Regions from separate parts of the Lactuca sativa genome. Here region 1 is linked to region 2. A link is a contact called in public Hi-C data. All regions are on one chromosome and are shown on one strand. Each heading gives the region's core, a stretch centred on a gene start, on an enhancer-like site or on the middle of the called end of the contact. The rest is flanking DNA. Distances are from core to core; before and after follow the strand shown.

The links. A called contact is a pair of places that touch in the nucleus more often than the background predicts.
Region 1: a contact with region 2 is called in a Hi-C map of leaf, with 2.4 times the contacts expected there. The contact joins the promoter of LOC111891969 here to the promoter of LOC111891970 in region 2. A contact is called at or near these places in 3 of 4 Hi-C or Micro-C datasets (leaf and seed).

Annotation. Positions count from the first base shown.
Region 1 is chr4:38,004,939-38,008,781 of Lsat_Salinas_v11, forward strand. It overlaps LOC111891969 (type IV inositol polyphosphate 5-phosphatase 9), which reads left to right and starts at 1,941. Exons shown (of 8, transcript XM_023888031.3): 1 at 1,941-2,075; 2 at 2,290-2,468; 3 at 2,576-2,683; 4 at 2,854-3,205; 5 at 3,646-3,836. The coding sequence starts at 2,064.
Region 2 is chr4:37,843,811-37,847,978 of Lsat_Salinas_v11, forward strand. LOC111891970 (IAA-alanine resistance protein 1) reads right to left here and starts at 1,518. Exons shown (of 11, transcript XM_023888032.3): 1 at 861-1,518; 2 at 628-711; 3 at 487-536; 4 at 343-394; 5 at 143-262; 6 at 1-70. The coding sequence starts at 1,185.

The DNA of each region.
Region 1 (3,843 bases), core at 691-3,190, 160 kb after region 2:
ACTCGCATCTGGTGATAACCCGATCGCAGATCAATCATGGAGAACAAAGATGTGCCATGTAGCTAGTCAAAGAAATCATCAATCCTCAGGAGGGGATAACGGTTCTTCATCGTTACCTTATTCAACTCCACGTAATCTATACTCATGCGATGTGACCCGTCCTTCTTCTTCACAAACAGGATTGGGGCTCGCCATAGAGAACTGTTCGGTCTGATAAATCCCTTGTCTAGCAGCTCCTGTAACTACGTAGAGAACTCCTACATATTGGGAGGAGCCAACCGTTATGGTGCCTTGGCTATCGGATCCGCATAAGGGACTAGGTCAATCCTAAAGTTGAGTTGTCTCTCGGGAGGTATCCTAAGCAAATTCTCTGGAAATACATTCGAGTACTCTCGCAGTACCAGTACATCATCCACTGTTGTCCTACCCTTGTCCCGGGTATCCATAACATACGCGACGTAACCCACGCAACTCTGCTGAAGGTAGTGCCTCGCTTTCGCTGCTGAACACATAGTCGGTCCACCCTATGACCTCTCGCCCTAAATCAGTAATTCCCTCCCCCACTAGGAGTCTGAACCCTCACTAGCAGCTGCTCGCAGTCGATCACTGCCCCATTGGGGTTCAACTAGTCCATACCAACTATCACCTAGTTCCCTCTAAAGGGAATAGGGACCAAATCCACAGAAAACTGCTTATCAAACAACTGTAGTGTACAACCTCGGTGAACCCTCGCAACCTTAACGGTCCTGTCATCTGCTATCTCCACATCAAGTAGGCAATCTAGCTCCCTCGGAGCCCCTACGAATCGCTTTCTGAGCACGAGCTACACAAAAGATCGGGTAGCCCCCGAATCAAATAATACCATAGCAGATATACCATTCACAAGGAATGGTCATATAATGAAACACACAAACATAAAAAATAATCAATATAAATGAAGAGATAAGGAGAAGATACTTACCCGTCACCACGTCGGGAGTCGCTCGTGCCTCCTCTGCTGTTAACTGAAAGGCCCTGCTCCTAGACACAGGCGCCTCTGCCCGGCACTGACGGTCGTCCGTAATCCTCAAAGTAGTAGGAGCGGGTGCTGCCACCTGCCCTGCCGCTGCTAAACTCGGGCACTGACACCGCTTGTGTCCCCTTTGATTGCACTGAAAACAAATCAGGTCTGAAACAGTTGTGGTAGTGGTAGTAGTTGTACAATCTCTGCTCATATGCCCAGTCTGGCCGCACTTAAAGCAGCCTGAACTCCCTGCCTTGCACATCCCATCGTGCATCTTGCCGCATTTGCCACAACGGCTGCAGCCCTGCTGGCTCCTAGGTCTGTGATCTGACACCTTGGGCTTCTTGTCTGCACTCCTTGTCTGAACCCCCTCGGGTTTCCTCTTTCTCTCCATCTCTAAATTCAAACTCCCTCTCTCGAGCCCTAGCAATCATGTCCTCTAGCATCTTACAGCTGGAGCGGCTCACAAACTGGCGAATATCATTCCGCAACATCTCATGATATCATACATTTTTCATGTCCTCGTCCGTCACATACTGCGGAATGAGAAAGGCCCTCTCCCTGAACATGACGGTGATCTCCGTCATCGTCTCAATCGTCTGCTAGAGATCCTGAAACACTTAGCAAGTTGCTGCACCTCTATTACAGATGAGAACTCGGCCCTGACCTTGCCGAAATTCATACCCTAAGTAAACAAAAAAGAAAAGCAAAAACCACATTTTAAAACAAAACCTATAACTTTGTTAGGTTACATTAAGCATATTTTTTTTATCAAGAGGTATTTGACGTTAATTAATTATATCATGTTAAGTAAAAGAAGTTTACAAACCTATGTCTTTTCCATGCATAGACATCACCCTGTACGTCATTTTTATTGTTTTTATAGTTCCAACTTGCTTCCCTCTATAAAATAATAAAAAATATATTGAACAAGAAATGAAAGTAAAAAAATAACTCTCTCTCTTTCTTTATATTTCGTTGGATATTCTCTTTGTGAGATGGTTTCCATACTTCTCTCCCTTAATTCGTCTTGAAGATCACTCCCATTTTCTTTCAAACCATGCTAGGAGAAGTGAGTCTCTCTCTCTCTCTCTCTCTCTCTCTCTCTCTCTCTCTCTCTCTCTCTCTCTCTCTCTCTCTCTCTCTCTCTCTCTCTCTCTCTCTCTCTCTCTCTCTCTCTCTCTCTCTCTCTCTCTCTCTCTCTCTCTCATGCACACACGAATTCAACATGCAAATGTATATATTTACATAGATAACATATATTCATTAATTATGTTGTATTTAAGGTTACATGGCCACGATTGGTAGCAAGCAAGCTATTAAGGAAAACACTGGGATCAAACAACTTCGTTGCAGATTTTCCGGGAAACACAGATTCTTTTCTTAATCTTCCAACTTTGGATCTTGAAAACATCCCTAGTCCGAAGATCATCTTTACTGACCACGATGACACACAAAAGTTCAAGTAATTAAGATACATATACATAAAATTGTATAATTGAAGTAAATGTGTTTTTTGATTGAGAGTTGTATAATTAATTATGTTACTTTTTGTTGTTAAATTTTTAAAAGGGTCTTCGTTAGTACATGGAACGTTGGCGGTGTTCCACCTACCGAAGATTTGAATATCGATGATTTGCTGGATACATGCAACACTCCATGCGATATATATGTACTTGGGTATTCTCTTTTTACAACTAAAACACTTATTTTGATTTTATATATATATATATATATATATATATATATATATATATATATATATATATATATTGTATATAACAGTCTTACATATGGAACTAATCAATACCCTGATTAACAATCCAATATCTATGCATGCTGCTTTTAAGGTTTCAAGAAGTGGTTCCTCTAAGAGCCTCTAATGTTCTTGGATCAGATAAGAAGAAAATATCGATGAAATGGAACTCATTGATCAGAAGAAGCCTAAACAAGAAATCACATAACGTATCATACAATGACGATAGTTTGGTAGACAAGCAATGGAAATCCTTTCGTGGAAGAAAAGGAAACAAATCAATTATTGAGAGTGGAATGATCCAACAAGAGTTTCGATGTCTCATCAGCAAACAAATGGTTGGCATACTGATATCGGTTTGGGTTCGCAGTGATCTTCATCCATTCTTCCGAAACCCTAATGTCTCTTGCGTAGGGTGTGGCATCATGGGATGCCTAGGGAATAAGGTAATTTTTCTTTTGCTTTCCATAGACATCACCCCATAAGTCATTTTATGGAATTTAATTAATTCTCTATCACAAGTTATGAATAAATTTCACATCAAATTCCACGGGAAAAATACTGATCAGGTGGCCCAAGCATGCCATTAAGCATGGCTAAAAGAGCTTCATTCTTACTCCTTTATCATGCTTACTACCCTACGTACACTTGCATATTTTGTCATTACTCATAAAATAGGTTTAACCATGCACGTTTCTCATGTGAAGATGGACATATCCTGATTTTCATAACTGAAAAATGCAAAATCTTTGTTACTAAATCATTTATATTGAGATCCGTAAGGTTATTCAATAAAAAAAAATACCCATCCATCTAATTTGAGACTTGAATTAATCCATGATTATTTGTTTTATATTTTCGGCTTGGTGATATATGTTACCTACAGGGTTCAGTTTCAGTTCGGTTTCAGTTCCATGAGACAAGCTTCTGCTTTGTATGTAGTCATCTAGCATCAGGAGGGAGAGAAGGAGACGAGAAAAACAGAAACTCCGATGCTGCGGAGATCTTGTCGAGGACGAGTTTTCCAACTGCCATGGGACCTTCACTTGACCTGCCCAAGAAGATTCTTGACCATGAGTACGTT
Region 2 (4,168 bases), core at 268-2,767:
TTAACTCCTCTTGACCTTTCTTCAACATACCTCACAATCTTTTCCACAAGAAGAAAAACAACAATTCCAACTGCAGTGAAAATGAGAGAATCAAGAACCCTTCCAGATATGATGAAAGTATTTCATACGCATTATTACTTACACAAAATGGATAATCCAATTGAGAGATCTTCAATGGAATGGGAATGCGAAGGGGAATGATCATGATCATGGGCATGGGCATCATCCGTATGGTTATCATGTGAATGAGAATGTCCACCACCTGATAAATATATTTAACTATTTACAACTCAAGAATGTATAAAGTTTTAAACTAAATTTAAAATTCATGTTTTACAATACCAAATGCATGTGGCAATTGATGAAGAAAAGCATCACCAAGCATAGCTCCTGCCTGCGAAAGGAAAATGGATAGAGAGATGAATGATTTAGCAATGGAAAACTTAACATGGGTAAGAGAAAGAATGAGAGATGAATAATCTTAACCCCAAATACAGCAAGTGAATCAACAAATGTCTTTGATGGTTTTCCTTGATCTGCAGGAATTCACAGAAATTGTGGAATGTTTAACTGGAAAACGAATCGAAATTATAGAAAGAAAAAGAAGTTGATGGTTAAGCAACTCACAGAATATCAATGGCAGTAGAATCAGACAAATAAGAGAAGCCAAGCTCACCAACAGTGAGCACCCCATTGCATGAATCCAAAGCCCTATCAGAGTGCAAGAACATAACGAGTATTTAAAAATTACACTCATGGAGTTTGCCACATAATGCCAACATTTATCATTAATCTTCAAAAATTTCAGAGAGTGAATGAACAAAAGCAAGGATGAACTAGGTTTTCAAACGTAACATTACCAACACCAGATAGCTCTGAATCTCCACCGTGATGATGATCATGGTCATGATCGTGGTGGGACACAAATTCCGATCTAAGATCGTCCTCTTCCGCCAGTTCTTCCGGCAGCTTTTTCCTCCCCAAATGATGATGATGATGATCATGGTGATGGTGATGGTCATGCGAGTGGTCACAGTTATGATGATGATCATGAGATTCATGAACCTCCGGCTCACTGGAGTGCTGACACTGTTGCCCGAAACTCGCTTCAAAATTAAACCCAATCGTCAAAACCAAGACGATAAGTAAACTACAGATCTGGTTTTTAGATTGACGAAGCGCCATTGTTATCGGCTTGTTGAATTGGATTCTGGGAAGGGTTTGTTCTGTTTTTTTTTGGGGGGGTTACCAGAATTTAAAGCGTGTTAGGTATTCTTCGGGAGCTTTCCAGATTAATAGTGTGTTAGGTTTGGGGCATTGGATTTCAAGAAGAGCGACGTTTGCAGGTGCCTTCGATGGTGATGAAACAAACAATAATAAAGAAGAGGATTATTATCCCGACGATGATGCCAAACGTTACTGCATCCATAAAATAAGGTCACCGACGGCAGCAACCGAAGGCATGTTTTTAGGAAGACAACCTCCGGCGAGTCGGCTTTCCCAAAAAAAAAAAAAAAAAAAAAAAAAAAGTCTTGAGTCTTGACTTGGGCTTGTGTAGGGTTGGGCTCCTTTGTGAAAAGAGCTTGACCCAACTTCGAAATGGCAAATATAATGTAAAAATCTATTTTAAGTTTTATATATTATTAAACTAGATTATAGTCCGCGTTAAACGCGGGAAACGCATAAAAAAATATATAATCGTTTATAGATATTCTATAATGATTATAAAAAAATATATGGTTATTGGTATTATTGAAATGTGTAGAAAATACATTGAAAACGATAAATATATATAATCATTAAAAAATCTCTTTGTAGACATCATTTTTTGTTTTATTAGTTGAACGACTTTCCTCGTCTCATATAGTTATGATATTTATATATTTATAAGCATTTTAATTAGACGTTCTTTACATAATAATGTTACATAATTTAAACATATATTGACAACTAATGTACTGTTTTTTCTATTGCATTAAATATTGACAACTATTTCATTTATTCAAATAAAGTTATGTAATATAATTTATAAAATGTTAAATGTTATATAGATTTAATTTTAGTATATCATCAATGTAGATTCTTTTCTAAATCATGATTGGTTTATTTTAAATTGATTATAAATATAAATGCTAGCTTTTATGTTTGTTCTTATTTATTTGGTGTTCGCAAGAACTTTGCATTAGTTTTTGGCACAACTTTGAATAATTTTAGTATATCATCAATGTAATTTGATATATCTTTCAATTATATGAAATATCAAATAATGACATTTCATTACTATTGTGATAATTTAGTTTATATATTGTATTTTCACTAATCTTAACGGTCTTATTTTTTCTAATAACCGTAACGCTTTTACTAAATGTACTTTTTACAAATCTCCTGATATCTTATAATTTTTATCTTACTTTATAATTTTTCATAACTATGTTATTTTCAAGATTGACTGCTTTAATGGTGTTTTTTTTTTCAGTCTATTCAATTTTATATTTCATTGTACAACATCATCGTTTGTATGTATTCTGAAATTTCACTTTAAAAATGCTTAATGTTTACACCTTGATATTAATTTTTTTAATAAACTCATGTAATAATTATGAAATATATATCTCATTTTAATTAACATTCACTTCCTTTATTATATCAATTTCCTCATTAAACGGATATACTTTTGGAAAATAATAATTATAATAGGGCAGCATTATCTAAGACGTAAATGTTTGATATACTTTTGGAGAAAAAAAATCAGGATCATTAAAAAAAATTTATATAAAGAAAATACAAATTTAAATTTGTTGAAATTATGGATGAAATTATTGGCGAAAATTTATTTTGGAGGGAGTTGTATTTTGTAAGGTATAATAATATTACAAAATTTGAAATATCTATATTTGTTGTGTAAATTAATAAATTTTATTGTTACTATACAAAGATAAAAAAGCAGGTTGATATGATATACAAAAACATAATAATTTCAATGATATTTTAAAATCATGCCAAAATTAACCGGATTCTTATGACATAAAAATTAAAAAAAAATCATAATCATCTCTAATATATAAAAGTAACATTTTCGTAATTAATGTCAGTTCCCAAGATAGTTAATTTTTGTTTTGTTAAAGGTACCTAATATCTTTTCATGTTTATTTGAAAAGTTTCAGAAAAGTAGTTAACTAATTTCATTTAATTTGTGACAAAGAAAATCAAAATATATGAATACATACATTTGATATAGGAACAAAAAATAATCTAAAAAAATATAAAAAGCGAAAGAAGGTACTGACCTTCTAGCGCACGAGAGCGAATGTTTATAGCAGAGAATGATAATGGAAATTATAAGCAATATTAACGATGTTGTAGGAGAAGGTTTGAAGAAAAGAAACGATTGAAAATAAATGTGAGTCGCGGATTCAATGATGAATCATATATATATATATATATATATATATATATATATATATATATATGTGATAATTTGAATATGATTTTTCGGTATTAATGATTTCCTAATAAAAAAAGATTTTATATTAATAGTTTACTAATATAAACGGATTTATATTAATGGTTGATATTAAGACATTGATTGAAATGATTTGTTAGTAATATGTTTTTAAAATTGACCATATTAAAATCTTCATAACTGAAAATTCAAGATGTAAAATATGGAAAACTTTTATTGGAATTAAATACATTACATTTCAACGAATGTAAGTTATTGATTGATGATTGGAAAACATTTATTGGAATTAAATACATTTCATATGGGGAAAATGATGTCAACAATTTGATCTAAGAGTGGAAAAAATAAGATTGAAATACAATTAATGGTCCAGATTATTTAAGATGATGTCATAAGGTTTCTCTTTTAGTAATATTTAAGATACTAGGTGTGTCTCATGAGTTTATTTAAAAAAATTAATATAAAATTTAAAATATTTGAGAAGTTTGAATTTATAAGAAAAGTAAGAAAAATATTGAATTATAAAAATTAAAGTGTTTTTTTTTTCTCTTTTAAATTTAAACAAATAATTTAAATAAATAAATAAAGGAAATTAATGAAACTTTAATTTAGTAATTTTGTAATTAGAAGGAAAGTTCATTAACGAAATTGATATGCGTTTATTATTAGATTTAAATAATATTTGACATTTAATAAAATAGAAAA